2 separate regions of the Rattus norvegicus genome follow, and region 2 is linked to region 1. A link is a contact called in public Hi-C data. All regions are on one chromosome and are shown on one strand. The core of a region is the stretch at or near the end of the contact, and the rest is flanking DNA. Distances in the headings are between cores, read along the strand shown.

The links. Hi-C and Micro-C count contacts between places; a contact is called where the count stands out from the background.
Region 2: a contact with region 1 is called in a Hi-C map of liver, with 5 times the contacts expected there. The contact joins the enhancer-like site here to the promoter of Insig1 in region 1. A contact is called at or near these places in 4 of 12 Hi-C or Micro-C datasets (the A7r5 cell line, hepatocytes, kidney and 1 more) and 1 of 1 datasets of contacts at active chromatin or transcription factors (oligodendrocytes).

Annotation. Positions count from the first base shown.
Region 1 is chr4:8,053,849-8,061,486 of GRCr8, forward strand. It overlaps Insig1 (insulin induced gene 1), which reads right to left and starts at 3,921. Exons shown (of 5, transcript NM_022392.2): 1 at 3,516-3,921; 2 at 1,657-1,781; 3 at 627-793; 4 at 99-198. The coding sequence starts at 3,873. LOC102546740 (a long non-coding RNA gene) reads left to right here and starts at 3,842. Exons shown (of 4, transcript XR_010066047.1): 1 at 3,842-3,976.
Region 2 is chr4:8,123,146-8,130,783 of GRCr8, forward strand. No RefSeq gene overlaps it. Among named protein-coding and RNA genes, the nearest start is that of Htr5a, 62 kb to the right of the region's middle. Within about 2 kb of position 3,811, at least 7 of the 93 cell types and tissues checked have an H3K27ac peak or open chromatin away from gene starts, as enhancers often do. A contact at or near this core is called in hepatocytes and liver, where this site is marked.

The DNA.
Region 1 (7,638 bases), core at 2,671-5,170:
GGCACCATTTTATTTTTAACATAAACTGTTGCTAATGAATCTGAAGAAGACACAAACCAACAATGTATGTGTCCAAAGACAGCAACCGCAGCACTTACCATAGCTAACTGTCGTCCTATGTTTCCCACTGTGACACCTCCTGAGAAAAATATACAAGGGAGCCAAGAACGGATATAGAGGAAATCTGGGGACGTGTACCTAGGGGGAAAAACGAAACAGCCGTTACTACTCAGGCAGTCCGTGATCAGGACTTCCATAATGTGTGCAAGGGAGACAGTTGTGGGCTAAAGTTATCAAGTGCATCATGTTTTATGGTCACCTGACTTTCCTCTCACTGAGCTGTCTGTCGATGGTGACTTGTTTTATTTTTTCCCTCCTGTAGTCCTGACTATCCTGGAACTCACTCTGTAGACCAGGCTGGCCTTGAACTCAGAGACTCTCCTGCCTCTGCCTCCTGAGTGCTGGGATGAAAGGTGTGTGCCACCCTCCCCCACCCAGCTGGGTGGTGAGTTTTCAATTACATTGAGAAAAAACATTTCAAGATTTTCATGTTATTTTGCATAAAAACATTTACATTTAACAGGTGTTATTATAAAAGCAAAATAATATTCTAAATGCACACTTACTGGTAGACGCCATTATAAACAAGAAACTGAGTGATCAGCGTGGCTAGGAAGGCGATGGTGATCCCGAGCCCCAGGCCACTTCGGGATCGATCAAACGTCCACCACAAGCCCAAGGATAGGGCTGCCAGAGTCAGGGACAGCTGCACATTATTGGCGAAATCTAATTTCTAGTGACCCAAAAGTTAAGGAAACATTTCACAGTTTATCATTTAAAAACAACAACAGACCCCTGAGCCCTAGAACTACTCATAGGACGTATCACTACACAGTAATGACTGCTTATGATGGCACATGAACAATCCTGAGACCCCGAGGGAGGACTACACTCAGGGCACTGGCTTCTAATTGTGAACCTTTGGACACTGGGAGACTTGGTTGGCATTTGGCCACGAGTTTACTAAGACATTCTTTCTACCCCTCCCTTACTTCTCAGTGAGCAGAAATAAGCGTCACTACCTCCATGTGGTCTCCGTGGGCAGTAGGGACGTGAGTTAATTCAGTGAGTCAACCAGCATTCTTAGAGCTGGCTAGCGGAAAGGGCCTCCAAGTGGGTATACAACTCAACAGTATCCTTTACTCCAAGTTGCTCTAGGAACTTAGCATGTGAACAGTTTACCATCAAACTGACCATTTCATAGAAAATGCACAAGACCACAGCATACTGCATGAAGGGAGTATGTATGTCAGCTATGGACAGTAGAAGCCTGGGGACCTCCTGACCAGCCTTGGACTTCTGTGACGGAGAGCAGAACAGGGCTCTCACTACCACAGAATAATGCAGCAGTGGGTAGAAGGCAAGTGAGGATGAAAGTCCACTGTGCCACAGGAACTGAGAAGCAGAGTAAACCTCTGCTTCTGGTGTTAGCCCAAAGGCCCTAGGAATGGAACCCCAGAATTCCTGCTAAATGAAGGCTAAGCCATACTCTGACATGCAGGAATGAGGTGGCCACCAGCAGTACTTGGTCACAGCAGCAATAGGCCCTGCTACAACCCAGATGATCCTCTGAACACAGATACCAACTGAGGATACGGCACTGGCATGGTTGATGCCAACAAACACCGCGATACATCGCATGACACTGGCCCACTCTCTCTTGAACTTGTGTGGTTCTCCCAGGTGACTGTCAATACAGGGATACAATAAGCCGACAACAGCTATTAAAGAAAAACAAAACAGGATTAGGACACATTAGTGAAAATCAGTCCTTGTGTGGTCATTATTAGCCGATCCAAACTGCTCATTTTCCTAGGCAGTTTGTCACCTGTAGCACAAAGCACTACTGTGTATATACATAAGAAAAGGCTGGGAAGGCCACCCCACTCTGCTTTCTCTTGGCCTTGACCTGGCCCCAGTGAAGACAAGTCTCACACCGTGAGGAGGGCAGGGCCCCAAGAAGGGAGAGCTCTGCTGTCAGTCCCAGGCTGCCCTTGAGTGGACAAGCCTCCTCGAATTTATTTCCTCATGTGTGAAATGAGGATTATGTAAGTAAAGAAGGGCAGAGAAGGTTCTGTGGTTCTCAGAGTTAGAACTGTCACAAACCTAGATTGGACTCGTAAGCATTTAGACAGCAGCATTTAGACAGTTGGGCATTCCAGAAAAGACCAGGAGACTAACACACAAGAAGGAAGGGACTGTAGCTAGTACAAGTGGGAGAGGTCCCGTGGACACAAGGCCTATGTGAGTTGCAGCTAAGCTCAAGACCTCAGAATGAGGTTACCATTCTGCCTTGTGTGGTATGAGAGGCATTTACCCTCTCATGGTAGAGCTTACCAGTTCAGCCTCACGTTTCACATACTCCTGGAATTCCTTCAAACTTTCATCACAAACGTGATGCTTCATGTTGAAGATAAACTTTCAAATTCAAAGAACCAAATCTTATGTCCTATGAAAAGCAGAATTCAAATCTCCACCTATTCCCCAAAGAACCATTAAATGCTGGGGATAATAGTTTGGTGGCAGATGACTTGCCTAACATGTAGGGGCTACCCCCATTCCAAAACAGCAGCCTTGGGAATCAACAGCAAGTGTCCTGCTCCTTACACTTAACCCATGACTCAGCTACAGCACAGCACCAAGCCCAGCGTATAAAGCATCGGCAGACAGTCAATAAAAGCTGGCTTCAAAGCAGAGCGGCAGCGCTCCTGCTGTCCTGTGGCTACAGGTACAGGTGTGTCTCACCAGACTGGAGGAAGGTCCACCAGAGAGCATATACTGCCCACCTCCACAGGACAAAAACAAGCGGGGCTGAGGGGGGTGACAAATGTTTGTCACTGCTGTACACTGTAAGGTATGCAGGGATCTGTTGGGCTGTAATTACTCAACATTTTTGGCAAAACCAGCAAAATAATTAAGGAAAGAAAAAAGATGTCTGAGGCACTGTCACAAGTTTCATTAGGCCTGAGAAGTGACACCATAGGTGTCTTTAGGCCCAAAGGCTCCTCTCTTCCTCCTGTCCCAAGTCTACTGGGCCACAGAGTTCCAAAGGGTTTTTGGCTGCCAGCCACAAAGCACTATCTGCAGAAGGCAGGCCGGAGAAGTCTGTCCCCTGGCAACTGCCTCTTGAGCGCACGTGATGGTTTGTTTTCAGTTATCCAGCGAGGTAGCACGTTTGCTCAGGCAGCCAATGGCCGCGTGGTGCTGCCCTCACCAGTTCTCCAGACGGCCAATCCTGGCTTCTGGCTCAGCAAGACATCTGCGACTCCTCCACTTAAACTGCCAATTATCTCCTGACCTCATCTCCATCACTAGTCCCTCCAACTTCCGCCTGTCGCTCGCCAGCGTCTGGGGTTCCCTACCTTCTCCGTCCTCCCTTTTTTGTACCGAGGGTGACTTAACAGCTGACGTGTCCCTTCACTGCCCCCTCTCCAAGAACAAGGAAGGACACTCACCGGCTGCCGTGCCACAGCACGGGGGCACCCACCAGGCGGAGGAGAAGATGGTGGCTATCACCTCGTCCGGGAAGAGCGTGACATTCCGCTGGATCTGCAGCAGGTTGAGCACCAGAGCCAGGACCACGCCAAATGAGAAGAGCACGAGGCTCCGCTGCACCAGGTCGTGGTGCCAGCTGCCGGGTCGTGCGCTGAAGCCTGCGGTTCCCTCTCGCTGGCCCCGGGGCGCGGGCTCGGGCTCGGGGGCTCCGGGGCCCTGCGGACAGAGGGCCGCCGCAATCATGCCTCGCGGGAGGCTGTACGGCCTCGCAGCGCCCGCGCTTGGGTAGCTCCAGACGTGATCGTGCAGCCTGGGCATCGGCGGCTAGGCACACCGTGAGAGGTGCACGCCACCAAAGCACGCGTAGCGCGCCCGGACGGCCCAGGAGCGGCCGCGGCCCCGCGCGGGTTCCGCTTATAAGGTGGGTTGTCGCCGGTGCCACGTGATCTCACCCAGCCTATCCGCCTCCCGCGCGCCCTGCTGAGGGCGTATCTTCCAACGGCCCCGCCTTGTCCGCGCGCCAGTCCGCTCGTGGTCTGGTGAGGCCGCGGGAGCCAATGGGAGGAGGGCGGCCCATATGACGTATGCACACGCCACCGGGGGGTGGGGCTGTGCCCGGCACGCGCTGAAGCGCGCGCTATACGGGGAGGCACCGGGGCGGGCACCAGGACGGGTGGCTCGCGAGTCAGATGGTACGACGCTGCCCTACCCAGCCCTGCCCTGCAATGCGCTGCCGGACCTCGGTTTCTGAGATAAAGCGGTCCGCGCAGATCCTTTCCTTCATGGTCCTGGCGCACACTGAGAGCGTAAACCCTCCTGAGTGCTCAAAAGACGTGGGATCCCTTGGACTGGTGGCTAGTGGCAGGTGGTCTGCAAGTTCACAGTTCAGTCCAGGGCTCCCCCTAGCCAAGACCTTATGGGCTAAAGCCACAGGCCTGAAAAGGCACCGTGTGTGTGACCTTAGGTAAGGAGTGTGGCTCTGTGCCAAAAGTGTAAAATAAAGTCACCCTCCTAAGCAGGCTGTACTCAGAGTTCATGGGGGCTGTCACTTTCCCAGCGTGACACGGTTGTGGGGACCCGGCTGTCTTTCCCTCACAATCTGTCCACTCCTCTCTTAGCCATGTTGGTGGTTCTATGCATTGTTTGGAAGGGCTTGCAGTTTTGGCTTCAAGGAAATGTTGTGATTTGGGTCTTGGCCATTTTCCACACTCTGGCCAGTTCAGGCATGTGAAGTTGCATGGACACACACACACACACACACACACACACACACACACACACACGGGTGGTGGGCATCAGTACTGTATGCTGTATTCCAGCGACACAGGAGCCTTTTTGACACTAAGAAGCAGGAGGGGCTGCCCAGTTCCAGCTGACAGGAAGTTGTTAGAGGCCCGTGAGTCGGGTGTGGGGTGTAGCAGGTGCTGTCGCTACCACCCCTCATCAGCTGCAAGTACTCTAGCCAGATGTTGAGAAAGCGACACCTGTGTAAATACACGCAACTTTGCCCCTAAGGAACAGACACATCACTCACAGGAAACTTGGCCCTAAGGAACAGACATGCCAGTCACTTGTAGGAAGCTGGCATGATGGGACAGGCTGTAGCTCCGACCCTACACCCACGCCCCAACGCCATGCATCTTGTTTGTGAGTACTGAGATGTAATCCGGTCCATTTTTCAAAAGCCGTTTTGCTTGTCTTTACAGACCCTCCCACGTTTTTTCCCCCTGTTATAGTTCTTGCTGGCAGGCTTAGAGGTTCTAATAATACTTTATGTATTCTGTGTTTGCTTGCCTCTGACAATTGCTCTGTTACCAACTTGGTCGTTTCTTCTGTTTACCCAAGCCAGTATTAATGCAGTCTAACCTCTGCTGCTGCTTGGCCATCTCATCTGCACTGGAACAAAGCAAGCTGTGGTCCTAAGCCATGGTGGCTGTTGTGGTACACAGACCAACGTGCTCTGCTGACCATAAAGGATATACCCTGTGGTCCGTTTCTCTGGGGTCCTATGGGGCCTGCTGTGGGCTCATGAGCAGTTTACCCTCACATCCAGTGAATGAAGTTACATAGGGTGACAGTAGAGAGGAGATGGGACTAAGGCTCTTGGAGATGCATCCTGCCTATCAAGGGTGTCCTCAGTTGTTCCAGGGCCTGCTAGTTTTCCTATGCATACTGGAAATGGAAGATCAGGGGTCCCCATCCCTGGGCCTGAGGATGAGTGGGGTTGCTAGGGAGATGTGTTTGAGGTGGAGCTCCTCCACTGTACCACTTCCTGTTAATCATTACAGCTTTGCTGAAGCAAGTGCTTCCAACTACTGAGGGCTTACCTGGGAGCACACAGGCACCCATTGCTTTTTATCTAGAGCCCTACCATTCTTTCTGGGATAATATCAATAATCATTTGTGACTTGCATTCTTAAAATGGACTAGATAAGGAAACAGATTGGCCATTTTAATGTAACCTCACCCCTTGTTCACTGTAGACTGTTCAGAAAATAGAGCGCTATTTGGGGCAAGGTAATGACTCAGTCAGTAAAGTGCTGAGCAGGAATAAGGAGGAGAGTTTGATCCCCCAGAACCTATATAAAGATCCACATAGACAGCAGTGCATGTCGTCCCAGCACTAGGGAGGAACCATGGAGCATGGTGGCTGGATGGTATAGCCCAAAAGTGAACTCTGAGTTCAGAGGAGAGACCTTGGCTCAAAAAAAGTGGAGAGCAACTGAAGATGACTTCTGATGTCTACCTCTGACCTCCATGTACATGCACCCAGATACACGTGGACACACACACACACACACATACACGCGTGCGCGCACACACGCACACACACACATACATACACGCACACACACACGCACACGCTGTTAAGACACCGAAAGTATGAATTTCTAAATATGTTTCTACTCGGGAATGTATGGGCTTTTTTTAGTTTTTATTTTTGAAGATTTATAATTTTTAATGTGTGTGTGAATATATGTGTGTGTTTCACATGCGTGTAGGAGACCAGAAGGAGGCATAGGTCTCCTGGAATTGGACTTACAAATGGTTATAAGCCACCATGTGGGTGCGGGAGCCAAATCTGGGTACTATGGGAGAACAACAGGTTTTCCTAACTACCTTTCGTCACCCCGTTTCTGGCTTATAGGCATTTATTTGTTTGTTATGTGTGATTGGAGGTCAGAGGAGGTTGTGGGGCCGCTTTTCTCCTTCCATGTAGGTCCCAGGTATTGGGGTGCTGGCTTTCACTCACTGAGCCATCCTGCTAGTCCCCATACTGCGTGCGTTCTGGAGTCACATTTGATAACAGTAGAACCTGTTTCCGGATAACCACGAAATTCTTCTGAGTTGAACTCCATTTACATACTATACAGCTCTCTCTGTCAAGTAGTTGTGCACGTATTCAGAATGTGTGCAGCGTTGCTCAGGGTTACGGCTACCCCTTCAGCCTTTCCCAGCCTCAGGCCACCATGAAGCTGTCTGCCTTTGTGAGCTTCCGGTTCTTGAGCATTCCTGTAAACAGAATCATTCAGTGTGTGGTCTTTGATGGTTCTTTCAGCAATAATGCTTTGTTTCTCTTTATGGCTGACTAGTATTCCATTGTGTAGTGTACTGTATTTTGTCTGCCCCTTCACTGGCTGATGGACATTTGAGTTGTGTCTGCTTTTTGGTGATTATGAATACTGCTGCAGTAAAGACGTGTGCATAACTCTGTGTGTGCATTTCCTCTTCTCTTGGATGGAATGGCAGGAGTAGACTCACAAGGTCTCAGAGGGACCTCCACACTGTTCTGCAGCCCCGCTGGCACATTATGAGGGTCCCCGGGAGGTAATGGGCAGCTGGGAGGGAAAGTCACAGGATTGTCACAGCACAGACCCCTCTTGGTTGTGAAGAGGTGAGAGGGAAGAGAGAGGAAGTCCAGTAGCTGTGGGGCTTGAGCAGATTGACTCTGGCCACTAAGTCTGCTGGGGACAGACAGGAGCCAAGGGACAAGGCTTTTTCTCAGGGAGTGTTATGTAGCTATGCCCTGAAAATGGGAAACTCTGCCTTGTGGGTGGGTAGGGAGGCAGGGGTGGGACCACA
Region 2 (7,638 bases), core at 2,561-5,060, 69 kb after region 1:
ATGTCTAGTGTGTCTGGGATGCTGTGGGATATATCCTATGTGCTGCTAATCATATACAGTCCAGTCTGCATTATAGAGCAGAGCCCTGTGCTCAACAGTGACATTGGATGACAGGGACTGTTGTCCTTACTGAAGACACTATTGTCTTGTTGTTATTTTATAGGAAGCTCCTTCCCTTTTATAATGAAAATATACAAAATTGTGTATGTGTGAGTGTGAATTTGTGTGTGTGTATGTGTGTGTGTGTGTGTGTGTGTGTGTGTGTGTGTGTGCGCGCGCACGTGCGCGCGCTTGGCCAGATAGAATTAGTTTCATTGTTATTTATTTCACTGACCTAGAAAGCTGTTTCCTCCAATTCTGCCATTTGTAAGTTGAGGCAGCACTGGTGAACGTCACTGACAGGTGACAGGACCTTCAGAACCACCCAGGAACCATGAGTCTCATTGATGTCTGCTCTGTGAGGGGTCTATGACCTGCTCCTTCTCACCTACCTCTACTCTCAGGCTACATGGCTAATGATAGGGTGTGAGAAAGTCATTCAGCAGATCACAGAAGTAAACACCAGGTTATATCAGTTCTAGAGGTAAATATGGGTGAAATCTAAACACCAAGTCAATGTTGACTTGGCAGGACAATGCATGTGAGCCTGAGTACGTGCTCCCACACCTCCAAGTTGTCGGGGTCTCCATCGAGTGTGTCTGGCTGTTTCAGGGAGGCTCTGACTAACCTCGGTGTAGACTAGTTGGTGGTTTCTAGAAGGCATCCAGATGGGAGGGCTAAGGAAGAGCTCCCCCATCAATCAGAGAGGCCAGATACCTCAGATTGGCCCATGAGCTTGTCTGCAGGGGCCAATCTTGGTTACCTTCACTCATGTGGGAGGACCCAGCCTAAACTTGGAAGTACCATTCCTTGGGTTCGGGCCTTGGACTGTGTAAAAGAGGAAAAGCTCTCGTCTAAGGGAACAGCAGCATACATTCATTCATGGCCTCTGCTACTGACTGCGGCTGTGACCGGCTGTGACCGCTGTGACCGGCTGCCTCAATTCCTGCTACCTTGACCTTCCCACCTGACAGATCATGGAAATGTAAGCAGTGAGCAAGCCCCCTCTTCCTCTTTCGATCAGGGATTTTTACTACAGCACCAGAAATGCACCCTCCAACCCCCACGCCCTGTCCTTCAACCTAGACCCACAGGGCAGAGAAGGTAAACAGAGGCAGCTTCATTCCCTTGCCTTGGGGCTTCAGTGGATCAGATGAGGAGCCACATGTGAACTTGGCAGTTCACAGGCAACACTTCCGGAATCCATGTGACTAATGGCCTCTGGTACTGCACACAGTGGCTCAGGAGGAGAGAAACTCGGGCCTTTTTTGATTGACTATCTCAGGGTGGTCCTATTTGCTTGTCCACGAAGAGGGCAGTTTATCCTTGTGGTGGTTCGAATGCTTGGTGCCCAGTTGTTGCTGGTGTTGGGGAGGTTTAAAGGCTGTGGCCTTGCTGGAGGAAGCGTGTCGCTGGAAGCAGGCTTTGAGAGTGCATTTTGTTCTCTCTGCATTTGAAGGTATGAGCTCTTGGCTTGCTGTTGTGCCTCCCTGTCAGGTGGACTCTTATCCCTTTGGACCTGTAAGTCAAAATGAATACTTTCTTCCACAAGTTGCTTTTGCTCATAGGGTTCACATCACAGCAACAAAAAAGTGACTAACACCACCTCTGTGTTGTTCCAACATTGTCTAGTGCTGGTTCCAGCTGAGAACGAAGGGAAGCCATTAACCTCACATTACCTCCTGTTGTCTGTATCCATGACACTTCCCTGCAGAGTTCTGGGGTCCACTAGATGAAAGATGTCACTGACTGGATTGTGGAGCACAGAACACTCTGAGCTGCTGAGCACCACTGTATGGCCTGATCTCTGATCTTCTTATCTATGATAATGTCTATCTGGGAAGAATGCCACCCCGTTATGTAAGGCAAGTAGAGGACATCTATCACACACCTTCACAGTCATAGCTCAGAGTTGTACCCAGGAGGGTCCAATCGACGGCTGACTGGTTGAGATAGGGTTTTGCTAACTGGGCTCAAATGAGCATTCTTCCTCAGTTGCTCGGGTAGCTGGGGCTACAGGTGTGACCCTGGTGCCCAGTTCCTAGGCACTAATTTTGTTATTGTTGTTGTTGTTGGTTTTATTTGAGACAGGATCCTGATATGTAGACCAGGATGGTCTTGAACTCTCTGTGTAGTCCAGACCAGCTTGGTACTTTCAATCCTTTTGCCTCATCAGTTTCCCCCTCCCGTTGACTGAGAGGTTTATACCTGTTGGAGTGTGACTCTTTCCTTCAGGTATAACATGATGACCCTTGGAGTAGAGCTAATCTGGGTTCAGTAGCCATGGAAACTAAAGGATGGGACGGATACAGCCATAATTAGGTCTACAGGGTGGCCAGTTAGCACTCCATACTAAAAGAGGAGGAGCTTGCGGGATCCTCATCCCAGGATTCCTGCCATGATACCTTCCTGCCTTGCTGCAGGTGCAAGTGATCCTAGGAGATGCTGGAGTATATAGGACGTAGAAGGCTCACTGAACATGGGGCGCCATAATGCATCTTCTATGGGGTTGTCATCCACGATGGGGGACTTTGACACAACTGTTTGGGGACCTGCACACTGTAGCACCTCACCTGTGCTCCTTTAGGCAAGGGCGATGAGCTCCACCAAGTTGTCCTGGGGTGGACTCCTTCAGTGAATTAACGGGGTCTTGCCCAAGGTGAACAGATGTTTGTTTGGATCTCTGTAATGGTACAGTGCCCCTCTCTCAGCTACTGTGCTGGTCGTGGTGCAGCTGTATCGGCTCCTCTCAAATCCTTAATAGTGAAGGAAACTGCATCTATTTAGACGGTGACAGTGAGCTTTGTGGCCAGCTGTGGGCCACCAGGCACACCCCAGCCCCTGGGAGAGAACGGTGGGGAGGCTCACACTTGGCTCCTCCTACCTCCTCCTGGTAACCCTGAGTTCATTTCTATGCTATCAGGCTTTTCCTTCCTTCCTTCCTCCCTCCTTCCCTCCCTCCCTCCCTCCCTCCCTCCCTCCCTCCCTTCCTTCCGCCTCATGCAGTTTTCTAAGCTTTTCTTTTTTTGTGGACATGCATCATTGAAGCATCTGTTTTCATTTTCTGCTCGAAATTAGTACAGTTCTTATATAAAGGTTTGATGTAAAGCACTGCCTTACTTGTTTGTTCTGAAGCAAAATATGATAACCATGACCCCTGGGACATGGATTGCCCCAGATACCATGTTCCAGCAGAAGACTTATACTTCCAGAAGGAAGAAAGTCATAGCCAGACACATTCCCAATTTATCAGCAGGAATATCAGACAGGTGGGTGTACAGAAAAGCAGGGGAGATTCACTGTAGACTTCAGTACTGTCTGGTGACATTCTCAGCCTTTCGGTTGCTGGAAGCCAGTGGTTTGTTACTTTCCAAGAGGTTTCACCAGATGGTTACAAGGATATTAGGTCAGACACAGCCTGCTGCTGGCATGCAGAGAGGGCGTCCTGGACTCATCCAGTTCTCCAGGGACAAGGAGCAGCCTGGCAGGGCACTGTCGTGGCGGCTCCGAGGCAAGGATGATGGAGGCAGCGTGTTGGTGTGGAGTGTGTGCCACACATGTGTAGGTGGCCACGGAAAACATGCGTGGCTGTCAGATGTCCTGGGGCCTGAGTTACAGGAGGTTTTCAGCCATGGGACCTGAACTCAGCCTTCCGGAAGATCAGGAAGTGCTCTTAGCCACTGTCTGTATGGGATTTGTTTACCAGGCAGTGAAATAGTCAGATGAGTAATCAATCATATGATGCCATCACCAGTGAGTCTGCAGGTCAGGGGCCAATCTACCAAGATCTCCTGGAAATGAAGCAGCCACCTCGGAGGTACCACCTCCCTTCCCTGCCCCAGCCCCCGCCCCAACCCCCGCCCCAGGCAGACGCCATCCATTCTGCTGAGGGCATCTGCACGTTGGCATGTCAGGAGCAGATTCCAGCCAGCTGAAGGACCGACCCCCATTGGAAGAGCAAGTTGGCTGCCCTGGAACATCACAGCCCAATGCGCTCAACGATCAACATCAAGACGGCTAAGCGATTGCTCTTTTTGTGTCAGTCCTGATGCAAACCCTGCATTTAGAGCACAGCACAATTTACAGTTGGAATGTGTTACAATTAGGGTCCAATACTCACAGCCAGTGACTGGCAGTCCTACCAGAACAGTAAGACCAGATAAAGGAAAGGCAATTTACACCTTTGTCCATTTAAATTCATGAGACTTAGCATTAGACTCCCCAACTCCCTTTACTAGAACCCAGCCTTGTGAGAACCTGTGGCTCTCAGGGGTACTGGTGCCACCTAGTGACAACTCCTGGTAGTGTAGGGTCTTGCCTAGGTCGACCTTCCTGTGAACATTTCTCAGAGCATCCCCTGAAGTGGTAGGGAAGGGGCCTGAGGAAAAGGGCAATGAGAAGTCAGTTGTGTCTAGTGTTCATTTATCTCACCACGTACGCTCTATTAGCCAGGGATCTCCCTCTGTGAACCACTGGCTTAGAATAGTAACTTTGTTCTAAGGTCTTCCTGCGAGGCCAAGTCTCCACCAACCACAAGATGGCAGTTCCTCTGTCAGCTGGCAATTTGTCCTGGTGGCTTAACAGTCACCTTCTGCAGCTCTGCAGCTGAAGTTCCAGATCGAGATGTGGGCAGGACTGGCTTTTCCTGAAGGTATGGGGTTGTGGACAGCTCTTTTTATTACAGGCCACAGCCTTGGGGGACGAGGCTCCTTTCCGCACAGACGCACATGGGCTGCTGACTATTGAGCCACGTAGGCCTGGGTTTGGGAGTCTGCAGTTAGCAGGTGGGACCTACTTGCTTGTTGGAGGGACAGACTGACCAATGCTGCATGACACTTTTCAAGGGCTGAAGAAGGGTCAGGGAAGTCCCAGCATTATGGTGTCTTCAAGTGGGCTTTCAGAGACAGTAGGATCCTTGTGACCTAGATGGCTGAGGCCAGGGCACCTTGCCAGCCATGAACCAGCAGACACAGGGTGTCTAGTAAGTACTGGAGTAGGGGGAGCACAGGACGGCACCATGGTTCAGAGGCCCAGCTCTTCCCTCTAGACTCTTGCCCTGGGCTGGCTGCCGTTCTGCGGCTTACATCCTAGCTGAGCATTGCACTCTGATCTTTACAAACTCTATGCATAAAAGAACTGACTGGAAATCTGTCACAGGCAGAAGCGAAGTGAGACAGAACTTGATTTTCCTTAAGTATAATTTTAATAAAGTATTTTTCATATAGTATATTCTGATTATGATTCCCCTCACTCAGGTCCTCCCAGATCCCCTCTGATTCCCCACCCACCCAAATCTATATCCCTTTTCTCTCATTAGAATATAAATAGACATCTACAAGGTAATATAGAATAAGATAAATAAAAGCAAGCATGCATGAATAGGTTGAATCAAACAAATACCAAAAGAGCAAACAAAAAAGTACCAGAAATACATATAGATACAGAGACACACACATTCACACACACAGAAGTCCCATAAAACACAACATCAGAAACCAATATACATATACATTTGCATACACACATATTTGCACATATTTGCCTACACATATTTGTATACACATATACATTTGCATATATATGCAAAAGACCTGTAGGGGGAAGGGAGGAAGAAGGGGAGGAGAGAAGGAATAATAATAATAATAATAATAATAATAATAATAATAATTGATTAATAATAATGATAATAATTAATGATGAAGGCTGCTCAAAGAATTATGAGATAAGGGCTGAAGAGATGACTCAGCCATTAAAGGCTAGTCTCACAACCAAAGAAATAAGAGACAAAGAACCTTCAAAACTGCCTCTGGTGTGTGTGTGTGTGTGTGTGTGTGTGTGTGTGTGTGTGTGTGTACGTTGCCTACTTCTGGGCATTGGACCTAGCCTTAAGAGTGTTTGTATACTCAGTGAGAGTCTGCTGGAGAAAACTAACTCTTCCTTTGGTTATTGATTGGAGAGAGTAAGGGATGGAGGCTTGTGCTCACTTCCCCTCTCAGTGCTGCTCCCCCCCCCCCGCCTCTCCCCCCACATCCCTCCCACCTCCCCCCACCCCCCGCATAGGTTAAACCGCACACTGCCAGTCTCCGTGAATTCATGTGAGTCAGTCCTGCTGTGTGTTTAGAGACCTTGTTTCTTTGGTGTTTTCCACCCCTTCTGTTCTTACATTCTTCCCACCTCCTCTTCCCCAGGATTCCCTGAACTCGGGGGTGGGGGAGGGATTTGATGGCAACATCCCATTTAGGACCGAGTGCTCCAAGAGCTCTCCCCCTCTCTCCACTTAGTTCTCTTGTGGACTCTGTATTTGTTCCCATCTGCTACAGGAGGAAGCGTCTCTGATGATGGCTGGGCAAGGCATTGATGGATGAGTAGAGCAGAACGTTGTTAGGAGTGGGTTCCTTTAGAATAGTACTAAGCGGGTTTTCCCTGTGTCTCTGTCTGATCTAATCTCTGGTCTGGGCCTTCAATCCAATCAGACAACGGTCGGTCGGTTACTCCTGCGAGCTCTGTGCCGCTGTGCACAGTGTGTCTCGCAGGCAGGGCACACCTGTAGCTCAGAGTGTTTGTAGCTGGCTTTGTGCTTACTTTTCTTCTCTCACTTGGTACTACAGTTACACAGTGGAGCATTATTCAGCTGTTTAAAAACAATGTCATGAAATTCACAGGTAGATGTATAGAACTAGGAAAAAAATCCCGACTGAGGTAACCCAGGCCCAGAAAGACAAATATGGTGTATATTCACTTCTCTGTGGATGCTAGCTGTGAAGTCATTGATAGCCAAGCCACAATGCACAGACCCACAGAGGTCAGGTACAGATAGATCTTTTTAGGAAAGGGACATAAAATGGATATTATGGAGGGGTGAGGACCTTCTGGGGAAGCGATGGGGGAAGGGGATGAAGGGAAGCACACAGGGGAGAGACATACATTAAGGGCCATACCTGATACCCAAACAAAATGGATATACATGAGAGTGATCGAAATGAAATCCGATGTGTTCCAAGGCCTCTAAACACATAGTGAGGAGACGGAGTCCCAACCAGACATCTCTTGTCACCAAATGAAGCTTCCAGTACTGGGATTGGGTTACAGCTAACGGAGTTGTTAGCAAAAGGGTCCATGGAAATCCCCCAACAACCGAGACTGCTGATAAGACACACACTGACAGGAAGGCCCCATTGCTGAAGACAAAGCTACACAACTCACTGAACATGGAGAAGTCAAGGTGGTGCCTACACAGAGCCTTCACCCTTGTGCCCTGGTGTCTTCGGCACAGGATGGTACTCTGCACATTACTAAATGAGAAACACAAATACCAAGTCATCCCCTTTGATCTACAACGGTGTTCTCTCTGAAATAGCAATGGCGCCACAAAGCTCACAGGAGTGCCCAACTGATATCTGATGGAGTTAAGGCTACTCCAGTGAATAGAACCCATACCGGACACTGCTTGGGTGTCCAAGAACCAGAGACTAGACAACCCAGGGATCTAGGGTAAAACCAAACACTACTGTTCTAAAACCAAACCAAAACCAAAAAGGT